Linked DNA regions of Pan troglodytes: region 2 is linked to region 1. The links are chromatin contacts, called in public HiChIP or PLAC-seq maps. All regions are on one chromosome and are shown on one strand. The core of a region is the stretch at or near the end of the contact, and the rest is flanking DNA. Distances in the headings are between cores, read along the strand shown.

Region 1 (6,991 bases), core at 1,425-3,924:
CCTTTATCTTTTCACATGGAAGGAAGCATCATGTTGTATCATATGTATAACTCTCTGGGTTTTTGGTTTAGTGGGTTGGAGGATATGGCTGATGAAGCCAAGGACATGGTTTAATCAGAAAACCACTTGGCTCCCAAACATCTGTCTGCATTCCCACCTTTAAGAACTCATTTCCCTGGTCATTTCACCCTTAGAGAGTGTGCCATAGCTCAGCACAAATACCTCTATTCCAGGGTTCGGAAAATAATTACCCTCAAATTCTTTAGTCAGTGGGTCATCAGCATCGTTATGATCCAAAAAAAGGATGTAAATAATAGTTTTCTCTATTTGCAATATATTCAGTATTACTCCTTCCATTTTAATGCCAAAAGGAATTTACTGATTAAGACTCATGATTCATTTTTGTTGTAGGGATTTATTTTCCTCCTGTTTATACTTCTATCTTTCTCCTTTTTTACCCTGCCTTTCAGTAATTTTCACTGTAACCCTGGGATATCTTTTATTTTTATTATTAATTATTATTATTATTTAGCTGTTTAATGAGGCTTCAAAAGATTTAATTTCTGGAGCCATCAAGTCAATACCCTTTCACATCTATTTGCTTTGACAGTAATAGAGCCTGCCTTTGTGCAAAGAAAGTCTTAGAAAGAGTTAATTTGCAATAGTAGCAGAGACTAATTCTCAAGAGAGAATTTAAACCAGCAAGTGTCCTCCTGGTGGAGAAGCAGCCCCAGGCCAGGCTACTGGTGAGGAAGTTAACTCCTAGTGTGCCACTTCTGTGCAGTAGGTGAGATCCTCAGCCAACCTTCAACAGTGCTGGTTTTAAGGTGGAAACAGAATGCTGTCAATTCTCCTTCCCAGGTACTGGATTTTGGTGGTTAGAGAATGTGGTGTCCTGTGATTTTTATCACTGTTTTATTTATTTTTTTTCCATTTCACAAAAACAAACAAAAAATGATGGGTGGGGGTTTGCGGTGGAGGGGGGTGGGCAAGGACTGATTTCCTTGTAACATGATCCTGCTTTAACTGTATTTAGGTGAATACAAGCTATTTTTTTCCCAGTGATTTTTTTTTAAAAATTGGGCTGCATGTATAAAAGGGATTTGCTTCCCAGAGATGGTGTCATTTCATATTTCTAACTCTTAACCCTGAGTAAAACTTATTATTATTATTTTTTCCAGAAGTTTGCCAGTTAATTGCTTGAGAAGTATTCAACATCAGAATCAAGAAAATTGATTGCCTTGCAATGTGTGAAAGTGCATTTTGAAAAGAACAAGGAATGCCCTTGGACTTTAAATTTTTACTATCAGTTTGACATCTAACTTTTACTGTCCAGTGGTTTTCTTTCATCTTAAAGAAATCTAGTTATTCTAATATTGAGCAGTTTTAGAGAGTATACTTAATAAAGGGAAGTGGTATAATGAACAGGGATGGATATTAAAGGGATAAGTGAGGGAGTAACTATCAGAGCCAATATAAATAAATAAATAAATAAATAAATAAATAAATAAGTACCTGTACTCACAGGATAACCTGGAGATGATTTCTAAGCCTCTGACTTTTAGCCCCAGAGTTCTAGGTAAAGTTCTTTCTTGACCTCTCTTCTGGGAGGGAACTTTTCACAGTTTATTAATCAATCCCTTTCAGGGTCTTTGCAGAAAAGATTTTCTCTGCCCTGGTTTGTGTCATATTTGGGTCTAATTTGGAAAGTGGAGCAATTAAAGAGTCAAAACCTTTCATTAGGAGCCTGCCATTAAAAAAAGAAGAAGAAAGAAAGAAAGAAAGAAAAAAAGGAAAAAAAAAAAAAAAAAGCTTTGATCTGTAACCCTTGGACTGAACATTCTAGTCATTCATCTTCCAAAATTTCAAGTGCAAGATTTGGTTTTGGTTTGATTTTACGTCTTTGAGACACAGCTTGAATGTCTCAATTTGATTTTATGCATTCGACACATTTTTAGGGATCTGGTGATTTGGGAAGGGCTGTACCATATGGTCTTGGTGAGGTGATAGATTTTCACATTCTGGAAATTGGCAGCAAAGGGTAGGAAATGAATTAGATGTGGAAAGGGAAGATTAAGCGTTTGGGCCTAATTCACTCATCTCATGAAAAATCTTCTGAGACGTGTAATTCCCATAAAATCTATTTTTACAAATACGGCTTTTGTTTGGTTGTTTTTGGTGTATATGTACACGTGTCCTCACACGTAGGGAGTAATTTTTTAAAATTCTCTCAAAAGTAGAGGACATGACATTTAGCTTTTAAAGCTATGACATTTAACACTTCTCAGTTAGTCCTTCAGGAGAGATCTCAGACTTAGGGGGGTCACAGAATATAAAACAGCCCGCTACACATTTCCTGAAAAGGAGATTGTATAGAAAGTTAGGAGCTGAGGGGCTGGTGCCACGTTCTAAAAGAAAACAGGACAGACAAATCGTTTTCATCTGAGAATTGTTTTTGGAGAAACACTAGAGTCAACGATAGAATAAATCAGAGCCAGGTGTGTATATATATAGGGAGAATAAAAACACCCTGGCGGCAATGAAATTTAAGAAAGAGCAATTTAAGAAGAAAGGGGTGCCCTGTGTGATTCCTCGCGGTGGGATAGAGGGAGCTGAAGTGTAGGATTTTCCCTGATCTTTCAGAGAATTCAGATTCAGGAGGCCTGACATTTAATCTGGTCTGTGCACGGATTTCTCCGGCTTGGTGGGGGTTCTGCGGAATGCAACGCTCCTCGGGCGCTTTCTGCCTTCACCTCTTCCGTGGTCTTTGATCCCCAGTCCCCGCGCAGGGCCGCAGCGGAGCCAGGTCGTGCGCCCATTTCTCGCACCTCCACGAGCCCGCGGCTGGCGCCACCGGGCGCGGGACGCGGGGCGCGGGGCGGGACCGAGGCGGGGCGCTCCGGCGCGCAGCGGGTTAAGCGGCGAGGGCGGTGGCGAGGGGCGGAGGGAGTGCCGCGGCTCCCGGCTCCCGGCTCCCGGCTCCAGGCGCCCGCGTCCCGGACAGCAGCGGGTTAAGTGCCGCCCGCGCGGAGACGGCTGAGTCCGGAGCCGCGGCTCCGAGCTCGCATTCGGATCCGCTAGAGCAGGAAGATGGCGACGGACGGCGCGAGCTGCGAGCCCGACTTGTCCCGGGCCCCGGAGGACGCGGCGGGGGCCGCAGCGGAGGCGGCGGTAACCGAGTTCCCGGGGCGGGCGCGGGGCTAGAGTAGACGCGGGCCGGGGGCGGCGCCGGGGTCCCAGCCGGACCCGACTTCGCACCCCCGGGACGTTCCGTAAGCCCGGGACTCTCCGGTGCCCCTTCATCGGGGCGCCCCTTCCTCGGGATGCCCACACGGTGGAGGCCGGGGGGGGAGCGGAGCAGCCACCCTGGCTGGGGATCCCTTCTGTCCCTTCCGCGCCCCACGGGAAGCGGCCCCGGGTCGCCCGGTTCTCCCAGCTCCCTGTCTGCGTCCAGTGCGACCCCTATGCCCACTCCCTCCGCTGCGGTCGCTTCTGGCCGGGGGAGAAGGCTGGGACGTGTTTCCTGGCGAATTTGACCCCCCATTGTTCACCTCTCGCTGCGCGCGTGGTTGTAAGCGCGTGTCTCGGGGGTGCCTGGTACCGCTCAGCGGACCCGGGAGAGCAGCTTGGGGGAGGTGGGCCATCGCCCAGCAGGTGTGGGGATGCCCATTGTGTGCATCTGGTCCTGTGCCTTCGGGAGGCCCACTGGGAGAGGGCCGTGTCCAGATGTGGGCGCTGCTGCCGCTGAGGCCAGCGCTTTAGGTCCTAGCAGCCTGCTGCCCCATTACTTGGTGGTAGTGATTGGGGTGGGGTGGATGGATTGGTTCTTCCCGAGACGATGCTCAGGAGAGGTGGAGGTTCTGCACCTGGTTTCAAGACATTGTTCTCCTTCTCTGGAGTCTAGAAGCCGAATGCGCTACCATTCTTGACTGGTCCTTACTTTCACCCCCTTAATATACCGGTGTAGAGACTCGCTGGTGGTTTCCAGCCTCTACTTTGGGGAAGGGCTGGACCCACATTTCCTGGGTGGAAAAGGTTCTCGGTGTTTGGGAAGCAGCTTCGCAGGAGCTGCAAGGAGCTGCAGAGAAAGGCAGATCTGGGAGCGCCTCCCACTCTTGGCCCGATCTGGCTGCTCCCGCCGAAGGATGGGGTGGGATGGAGCGAGCGGGGCGTGGACGCCCCCCTCTTCCTATCAAGACCTGAGCAGAATCAGTGCAGGAGCGGGAGAGGGCAGGGCCGGGCGTAAACAGCGGGGGCCGCTTTAACTTCCTCCCACCCTCTGGAGGTAGGGCTTTCTGGAGAGGGAGAGGAGAGATGTGGAGGAAGGTACTTGGGGTGAGAGGAGCTGAGCCTGGCAATGGAAGGAGAAACGGGGAGGAGGACTGCTAATTTCCACTTGTAAAACTGGCAAGTTTTGATTTGAACTTTTGGGAAAATGGAGTTTCCATTCTTTGCATAGAAAATGAGAACTTTAAGATTTCAAACGAAACCTGCCCACTTATGTGAATCAGCTCCCCTCTGTGGCGCACAGTAAGGAAACTAGCTATTGAGACAAGGCTCTCTGGCAAGTGGAAATGATTTGGTGCCTTCATCCCCAAAAGGTGGGAAGGGGAAGGACGAGGAAAAAGAAAGAGGGTGTGTGGGGTGTGTGTGTGTGTGTGTGTGTGTGTGTGTGTGTGTGTGTGTGTGTGTGTGTGTGGTGTTTCTTGTTCCCCAGAAAGGTTGAATTTGTTTACTTAATCCACTCAGAATGGGTTTCTGTTACCCTCAATATTTTAATCACCTGACAATTAACCCAAACACAAACATCTGACTAATGGTCTGTAGAGCTGATATATAGTTTTGTTAGGTTAGATCGTAAACAAAACCCAGGACGCCAGGCAGATTTCTGTGTTAACAAGGTCAGTGTTCCCTCTCTTCTGTTTAAAATGTTCAAGTCTGATTTTCACTGCTGATAGTTGGGGATTTGATAATTTCACCCTTGTTAATGGGCAGAGCCATGGAAAATCTGCGAAAGTGAACCTTCTTTGCTATTTCCATAGAATCCTTTAGGGTTGCGAGATGCAATAAGGATTCTTCATCTAGTAGTTTAAAAACCAGTAATAATTTCTGAATTTTTAGTAAAATTTTGATGATGGCTTTTGTAGTAAATTGGGCCTTTTATTTTAGTTCTCCAAATAGTTTTGACTTAATAAGGCATGGTTCTCTCATATCAGCCGCTTGACCTATAGACTGATTTTTAAGTGAAAGGAAAGCTAGTGTAGAGGAGTGATATGTGTCATCACAATTGCTCCTTAAAAATCAAAGGCGTTTTATGCATTTTGGGTTCTTGTTGACTGATATTTTTTATTTTAGTGAACAATTCACTTTGCATTTTGGAGATTTGTTGACTTTCAAATTGGTTTACATATCGTGCATTTTTATGTATACATTTGGCAGTAAGGAGTCAATGGAAGCTCTGAAGCAGTAGGCTATTTTTGAAAGTGTTTTCACTAAGCTTTGACTATTTAGATTGTTGCTTAGAAACAAGCTTAATTTATAGTTTTCAGTTTAATATCATTTTTAGTGGAATGTTTTAAATTTAGTTTGTGATCCTCATTCTTAGCTGTTTAAATCCTGAAAGCATCCCAAGTTTAAGGCTGGGTAACAGCTACATTATTCAATAGGATCATATTAATAGTCTTTGCCGTGAACCGTGCCGGGAAACCTGGGCTATTTTCAGTGCCTTAGCCAAATGTGATGACTTTTATAGGCCATATTGCTGTTTCCACTCTGAAAATAACTCCTAATGGATAAGGCAGTATGGAAAACGAAATCTTCATGCTTTTTATTGTCACCAAAGAATTTTGGAATGAAAGGAAAATGGAGATCTTTTTAGAGCTATATTTGGGAAGCCAAGCAACATTCTTGTCATTCTGAGCTTTTCTGGAGCAGCTAATAGACAAGAAGTAGGTATAAAATTTGTTGTCATGGTGGCAGTGACAAAGAAAAACTTGGACAATGATTTAAAATGCACGACAGTGATGTTAAACAAATTAACAGCTGAACTTGAAATTTTTGTTTTCCAGGTGACAGTATTGAATGTAAATGCACTGAAAAGAACTTTCGTAGCCAATTGCGCTAAGCGTTTTTTTAAACTAAATTATAGTTACGTGGCAGCTATAGAATGTTGAAAGTTTTGCAGCTTAATTTTTAAATAGGAAATAACGTAGATTTAACACACATTACTGAACACTTACTGAGATACAGGCATCATGAGTATGATCTTCGCTGCCCTAAAGTAATACATTCCAGTGATAGAAACTGACATACGCCAAGGAATCAAATTGGGGATGATGGTGTCATGAGAGGCAAAAATGATTTTGCATTAGAAGTTTGGAGAGGAACAGTCATAGAGAGGGTCCCTAGTGGATGGATCTAGAAACTTCCATAGAAGGATGACATTTGAAGTAGTCCTTGAGACTGAAGGAGGATTTGGACCGGCACTGCAAGAAGGAGTGTGCAAATGTGGTCATATCCTAGGGAGCCATATGCGAAGGGTTTTCAGTGATGAGCATAGAGGTTCCCATTCTGGTCTCAGCTATGTGGTTCAGAAAAATAGCTTGGAAGTTGAGGAAATTGACTGGAATATTTTTCCAAAGATGAGAATATAACTGTTTTCAGTGTCCTGCTTTTCACTCTTTTTTTTCTTCTTAAATAATAGGTTGTAGATTTCTGTTTGCCCCAGTTTTTGAACTTTATTATTATTGTCGTTGCTGTCATTGTATTTCTCACAGCAGCAATTTTGTTTAGAGAACATTTGTCTTCTCAGTGATTGAATCCATGCCTGGGCTAGATTACCAGTTGGTTCTATCCTTGTGTGTTTCTCATAACTTTATGAGGTGAGAAAATGTTTCACAGCCTTGGTACTTAGACATTTACAAATATCTGCTGTTGATCATGTGGACAGGAAGGCTGTGGCTGGGAGAAAGCAGCCTCCTCCTCCGAGGAG
Region 2 (7,366 bases), core at 4,613-7,112, 320 kb before region 1:
GTAACTATTAAAATTAATTACAATTAAATAAAATTTAAAATTCAGTTCCTCTGTCACATCAGCCACTTTTCTTTTTTTCTCAAGATGGAGTTTCACTCTTTTTGCCCAGGCTGGAGTGCAAAGGCGCAACCTTGGCTCACTGCAACCTTGGCTCACTGCAACCTCCATCTACCAGGTTCAAGAAATTCTTCTGCCTCAGCCTCCCAAGTAGCTGGGATTACAGGCATGCACCACCACACCAGGCTAATTTTTCTATTTTTAGGAGAGACGGGGTTTCACTATGCTGGCCAGGCTGGTCTTGAACTCCTGGGCTCAGGTGATCCACCCACCTTGGCCTCTCAAAGTGCTGAGATTATAGGCATGAGCCACGGCACGTGAACCACATCAGCCACTTTTCTTTTCTTTTTTATTTTTTGACACGGAGTTTTGCTCTTGTTGCCCAGGCTGGAGTGCAGTGCTGCGATCTCGGCTCACTGCAACTTCCGCCTCCCAGGCGAATTCTCCTGACTCAGCCTCCCGAGTAGCTGGGATTACAGGCTTGCGCCACCATGCCTGGCTAATTTTTATATTTTTAGTAAAGACGCGGTTTCACCACGTTGGCCAAGCTGGTCTCGAACTCCTGACCTCAAGTGATCCACCCACCTCCACCTCCCAAAGTGCTGGGATTACATGCTTGAACCACTGTGCCCGGCCTTTTTTTTTTTGAGATGGTGTCTCAATCTGTCACCCAGGCTGGAGTGCAGTAGCGTGATCTCGGCTCACTGCAACCTCCACCTCCTGGGTTCAAGTGATTCTCCCACCTCAGCCTCCCAAGTAGCTGGAACTACAGGCGCACGCCACCAAGCCTGGCTAATTTTTATATTTTTAGTAGAGACAGTGTTTTGCCATGTTGGCGAGGCCGGTCTTGAACTCCTGACCTGATCCACTTGCCTCGGACTCCCAAAGTGCTGGGATTACAGGCACCATGCCTGGCCAATTACTCTTAAACTTTTATATCTGTCTGTCCCAAGTAAACTGAGGCCACAGGGACATCTTAAGTGTGTCAATGATACTAAAAAATTAAAAGAAAATGAATAACGAGTAAGTACTTATTTATAAATACACCTATGATATTGAGCATGAATTAATATTGTTCAAATCAGAGATTTCAAAACATTTTTCAAACTTTGGCCTTGGACTCTAGAAATATGTTCCTCTAAAATTCTGGGTATTTGAAAGAACGTTTTAAGAAGCCTCTCTAATGAAGTATTTAATATAAGGCAGAGCCCTTTCTGGACTCTACCCAGGCTACTTAACTAGTAGAAAAATGGGCAAATCTCAGGTAAAAGTTTAATTTGTAGAGAGACAGCTTTGGTTGAAACCTAAAGAAGTGTTGACATAAAATGTATACATATGCCTTATTTTACACAAACATAAGAAAAGGTATATTTACGAAAGAAATGAATGCAAGATTCTATTAACTATGTATGGACAATACAGTAGGGTATTTTGGGGAAAACCTCTTCTCCATAAAGTAAGGCAGTATCATTTATAATTTTAACAGATATATTTTACTTACACGTTGTCACCTCTTACAATGTATAATCCTAGTACCACTTGTTCTACCCCCTGTGAAGAGCTGAATACTCGTTCATGGCTTTCATCCAAAATCAAATTAATGGTCTGGTCAAAACCTTTCAGTGTTCCCTGTAAAGAAAATATTCAGGAGAAAAAGAGAAATATTCTGGTTTACATGAAAGTGTAAATTTAACCTCACAGTCATTTTAGTTGCCAGGTATTCCAATACAAGTACCTATACGACGGCAAATAAAATGCCTTTTTTATAACCAACAGTATTCGAGGGTACACAATTTACCTCTTGGTTATTTGGCTGGGGTGGGGGGACCTGCACCACACATCTCACTCATATGCAGAGTTGACAGCAGTTGCAAAGGACACCTATGTACTAATGTGACTATCTCCAAGTAAGTAGCATAAAAGCTTATGTAGACCAGCAGCTAAAGGTATAAACTAAAACAAAGGAGATTTAAGGGAAAATGATAGCCAAATATACATAAATAAGGAAGAACCATACATACCAACTACAGCAATGTAATAGTATCACTATATGCTATATGCCAGCACTAGGCAGTGTGCTAAACACACCGTACACATTTTCTCAACTCATCTCTACCCTTTGATTTAGTACTATAATTAGCCCCATTTCAAAGAAGAAACTGAGGCACAGAATGGTGTGTCTTATGATCACATGGGTAGTAAGTGGCAGAGCCAGGAGATGAACCACAAAAGGCTAGCTCCTGAGCCAGACCACTAAACCATAACATTCTATACTATTATACACAAGTAAATATAATTTGCCATTTTTCAGATTCAAATCAGTCCCATAAATATACTAAAAATTTAACTAGTAGTTACATGTAACACCTAATGAGTACATACTAGTTACCAGTGTTCTGTGTGTCTCACATGTATTGTTTAATGTGTATCATATGGATTTATTGTTTAATTCTCCCAGTAAGGTAGATACAAATGTGACTATACTAATTAAAACCAGAACTTGAAGGAAATAATCAGGGAGAGTTTTATGAAAGCTTAGTATTGAATAAAAGAAGACATGGGTCTAGCATAACAGAGTAACTCACATGGTATTCAAGTTTCTGAAGAAATATCAACTAACATTGGTTTTGATGGTTAAACCTCTCAAGTTCTTAAACTGTTTTATCTTCTGAAAGTCAAAATATATAAAATGAGAATGAAATAAAAAGAGAATGAAATAAAATGAGAATGAAATCTGTAACTTGGAAGAGAAACAAAATATGGAATATTTATTGAACTAGTTAGCAAATGGTTGTTATCATAAACATCCATTCATAACTTCTTGACTTCATTTTACACATTATCCCATCAAATAAATTATGTGTCAAAGAAATACAGAACTACTGAACTTTAGAACTTAAGATGCTTTTTATATCACTTTCCTTCTTCTTTAAAATTAAAAATAATTTCTCAGTTTATTATCTACCCTGTTAACAAAAATAAGAAAATTTAAACTTAAGGTTTTCACCAAATTTTAAAAAAATGCAAATATCTACTAACAGCAATAGGCTTCCTGAAGTGTTGAAATTAAAATATGTCAAACTGTCCATATTTGAAAAAATACAATGTGAGGTGCCTAAGCAAACATCATTGCTTCCTTAAGAAAGAAGCCAGGCAACTGGCCTTGGCTTTGATGTCAAACCAAATTTAAATCCCAGTTTGGTTCTGTCACTTGCTACCCTTGTGACTCTGAGAAAGTGAGTCACCTTCTCTGAACTTGTTTCCTAATCTAGAATACAGGGGTACTTATTCTTCACAAGTTTGTACTGTACATTAAATAATGTAACACATATGCACCTGGCACATGATATAAATTTAGTAAAGGACAAAGCTAGAACTTTGACTAATAATAGTCACTAAGGACCCAGTGAAAAAAAAATCACAAGGCTTAAAAAGAAAATGAACAAAAGCAAAACTGAAGAATGGAAAAATAAGGGATCAAATTATTTAAAGAAACTAGGTAAGGTTAGAAAATAGAGAAAGTTCAGTAGCCTTAAAATTCTTTTGAAAGCATTCAGAGTATGAATTGTAAGTGAAGAAATAACCAAGTACCCAAAAATCTTGAGATGAATTCCTCGGATCAAATTCCAAATACAAGTATCACTATAGGAACGTTTTATCTTAGTTATATGACATAAATTAGCAAGGGAGAAACAACTTCAAGGAACAAGCCAATTTTACATATATATGTGTATATATAGAGAGTCAATCATCCTACAGTCATGTGTCCTACAGAAGACATGTCACACAACCTAAAAACAAAGAATATTAAGATTGTATACAAGCCTTAAATGTTGTTATCTAGATATTAATAGTATCTAAATCATTAAAAAGTTACTAAGCATATGCAAAATTTCAAAAAAATTCTGATTCATGTGGTGCTGAATGGGGAAGGAAATAAAAATGGAAGAAGAAAAGTAAGTTTAATAAAGGTCTACAGACTAGGAGCTCTCTGAGGGCAGAATCTATTATTCTAGCTCCGAGAAACCTTGTAGGTAACACACAATGTTTATTAGTGAGGAAAACATGGATTGACAGCAAAGTGATAAAGAGCTGAATTATAATAAAATTGCACTACGGGTGTAATGTGCTGTCTAGGCATTAGAGATTAGAGGTTTCACATAAAATTTGCAACCAATAAACCTACAGGAAAGCAGAGAATGAAAATTCCAAAGACTTACCACAATCATTCTCCCATCTGATGTAATAACGGCAACAGTTCCTGATAACTGAATCAAAGAAAGTGTTTCTTAGGGAATGCAAATTGAAAACAGACTCTGGCAAGGGAATGATTTGAATTTTTAGAAGAAATATGACAACTAGGTAAAAGTATTCAACACAGCCACTGAGTTCACTACATAAAAACGTTAAAAGTTTCTTCGACGCCAAGGCAGGAGGATCTAGCTTGGGCAACACAGCGATACCCTCATCTCTATTACCCTGGCCTGGTGACCTATAGTCCCAGCTACTCAGGAGGCAGAGGCAGAGGCAGGAGGATTGCTTGGGCTCAGGAGTTCAAGGTTGCATTGAGCCATGATCAAGCCACTGCACTCCAGCCTGGGCAACACAGTGAGACCCTCGACTCAAAAAAAGAAAAAAAAAAAAAAACTTAAAAAAAGCTTCTGTTTTTGTCTTTGTGATAATTACATGATTAAAAAAGGGAAAAAATAGAAAAAGAAAGCCTTTCTGTATGTGATCGGTGTATCTTATCTCAAAATATCCTGGATTTTTGACACTTTTCTACTAGGAAGGTTACCAATCTATTATTTCAGGCAGGATATTTCGTTTCTTAGGCCTGTTTATTTCTAAAATGAAAAGTGGATGAGTACTAAATTAATCGATGTTGGACGATTTTCCAGCATGTTAAAAAACTGTCTTCCAGGACAGGCTTCTGTAATTCAAAAGTAAAGAAACTATATAAGCAGTGTCACAGGGTACCAATAACGCATCATTAAAAGCATTCGGTATTTAATTTTTGTCACCCAGTTTGTACCTGAGCATAACGTAGTGTTTTTGTCCTGAGACTTTAAAACGGTAACACTTGTAAAGTCTATTTTAAGACTTCCCATGGGGTTGTTACTTGCTCCTCACTATAATCCATTACAACAGCAAGCATTTTTTTCATTCTACCAACAAGTTGGGACTTCAAGTGGTAAAGGGACAGAAACAGTCTGTGAACCATCGTTAAACTTTTTGCTATCCTCGAACGAGCAAATTATGTGAATAAAACAAGTACAAAGATTTGCAAAACTGTTGTCGCCGCCAGGACGACTGTTCATCTTATTCACAAACATTAACACTTATGCCATAGGGAAATAGTAAGGAAGAATCAAGAGCGTACATTTTTTTAAGACAGAAAAGTTCGGAATAATCACACTGGGTTTTTATTTGGCTTTTGCAGGCAAATGGAAAGGACCCCTGGGCCCGCAGCAGCGGGAAGGCTCGAGGCGCCGCGGGCGAACTCTGGGTCGTTCCGGGGCCCTCATCTCCTCGCCCGCCCCCAGGATCCCGCCGATGCCAGGCCTCCCAACCTCCCACCGATCTCCGACCGGCGGCCTGTCCGCGACCCCGGCTCACGCCCGCGGCGGCCAGCTTGAGGATACGGTTGATGTAGTTCTCCAAAGCGGACGTCATGCTGTTCCGCCCGGCAGTTCCGGGTAACGCAGCGGTGCGGACAACAAGCAGAACTGAAAGGGCGCGCCAGAACCCGGGAGCGGCTAGCGCCTGCGGGTCGCACCAAATATCGTGAGAGTTGCTGCTCCGCAGCCCTGTGAGTCGGAAATTGGGACGAACTGGCCAACCAAACAGAAGCCGCACAGCGGTGACGAGAGAGTGCGCGTGCGCAGTGTGTTTTCTCTGTAATTCTGGGCCGTGTTCCGGAAGCCGCGTAAGACAAAAGCGAACGAGAGGCGGAAAAAAGGAAGACGCTTCCTGAAGGTGGGGTATGAGACAGAAGTTGGGGGAGAGTGGGTTTCCAATCCGAGGAAAAGGCAGTGTGGTGGAAGTTAACAAGAGAAAATGTTGAGACGAGGTAGAGCAGGCAGGAATAAACGAAATAAGGTGTTTTTATTAGGAGTGAAGGAGAGAGACGAGTGCTGTTGTGTGAAATGTAGGTGCGGTAGTTGAATCCCTAGTTTTCTGCAGCAGAAGCCGAAAATAACGCTAAAAATAAGTTCAGTTGCCCGGGACAGAGTTGCGCACGTTATAACCACACGGTGTACGCCTCTTAAGAACTCAGCAGTGAAATACACTTTCGTATGTTCTGCTTTTGTCTCTAAAAGTGTTCCAAAATGGAGATGTTTTTACTTTTTAAAGAAACTAAATGCAAATAGGCAAAGGTGTGTGACCATCCCTTAGAAAACGAATGTCCACGCTTCTGCCACGCCAGGATGGTCTACCTTTCTCCAGGGTGAAATTAGTAAGTAAAAGGCTGCTGCAGCACCGAGAAAGGACCGATGCAGGAAGGCACCAAACTTGGTTCTAATCTTGGCTCTGCTAACAAATTGGTGTCATTGCACAGGTCACTTCAATTCTTTTGGACCTCAGTTTCCTTAGATAGTCCCATAGGTATCATTTCAGATATTTCCCAGTGCGATACTGTTCCCACTCTATTTACTGTTGCCCTAACTTGAGAGAGCTTGAAGTTAGAAAGAGATTTATACACAAAACACCAGCAGGAGCGATTTCCCTTTTTTGCAAAATATCTTTATAATTTCAGTTAAACATGTATTTTCTTAAGAATTGTGGCTTTGTAATAACTCTTGCAATGTCAGCAGTTTTCCTCGGAAAAGGAAGCATTTCTTAATTAGAGCATACCCACAAGATACTCCCAAATAGTTAATATTTTATATTCTGGAACTTATTCCTATCTGTTTGAAATCAAATGTAGTCAGGAATTAGATTGTGAATGTCTCATATTCTCAGGGTAACAAATGAAAGTGTCTTCCGCTAATGAAAGAACAAAGATAATTGTGTGATTTGCAAATGTTAGGTGTTGAACCAAAACCCAAAGACTAATTAATGATTAACGAGGTGTTAGGAGTTTTGTTAAAAAAAGAAATTGCTGGGCATGTTGGTGGGTTCCTGTAACCCCAGCTACTCTGGAGGGTGAGGCAGGAGAATTGCTTCAACCCGGGAGGCGGAGGTTACAGTGAGCTGAGATCACGCCATTCCACTCCAGCCTGGGCGACAAAAGCGAAACTCCATTTCAAAAACAAACAAACAAAAAAACCTCTGTGTGATCTTATAAAAATGAGGCCGGGTGCAGTTG

What was found. HiChIP or PLAC-seq counts read pairs in DNA pulled down with a chosen protein or histone mark.
Region 2: an H3K4me3 HiChIP or PLAC-seq map of stem cell-derived excitatory neurons shows a contact between it and region 1, with 5 times the contacts expected there. The contact joins the promoter of LSM8 here to the promoter of CTTNBP2 in region 1. A contact is called at or near these places in 1 of 7 Hi-C or Micro-C datasets (stem cell-derived neural progenitor cells) and 1 of 1 datasets of contacts at active chromatin or transcription factors (stem cell-derived excitatory neurons).

The regions. Positions count from the first base shown.
Region 1 is chr6:133,244,779-133,251,769 of NHGRI_mPanTro3-v2.0_pri, reverse strand. It overlaps CTTNBP2 (cortactin binding protein 2), which reads left to right and starts at 2,674. Exons shown (of 22, transcript XM_009454062.4): 1 at 2,674-3,171. The coding sequence starts at 3,091. It also overlaps the pseudogene LOC107975649.
Region 2 is chr6:133,566,743-133,574,108 of NHGRI_mPanTro3-v2.0_pri, reverse strand. It overlaps LSM8 (LSM8 homolog, U6 small nuclear RNA associated), which reads right to left and starts at 5,862. Exons shown (of 4, transcript XM_063815544.1): 1 at 5,635-5,862; 2 at 4,278-4,325; 3 at 1,559-1,686. The coding sequence starts at 5,730. LOC107975927 (a long non-coding RNA gene) reads left to right here and starts at 5,937. Exons shown (of 3, transcript XR_008549056.2): 1 at 5,937-6,033.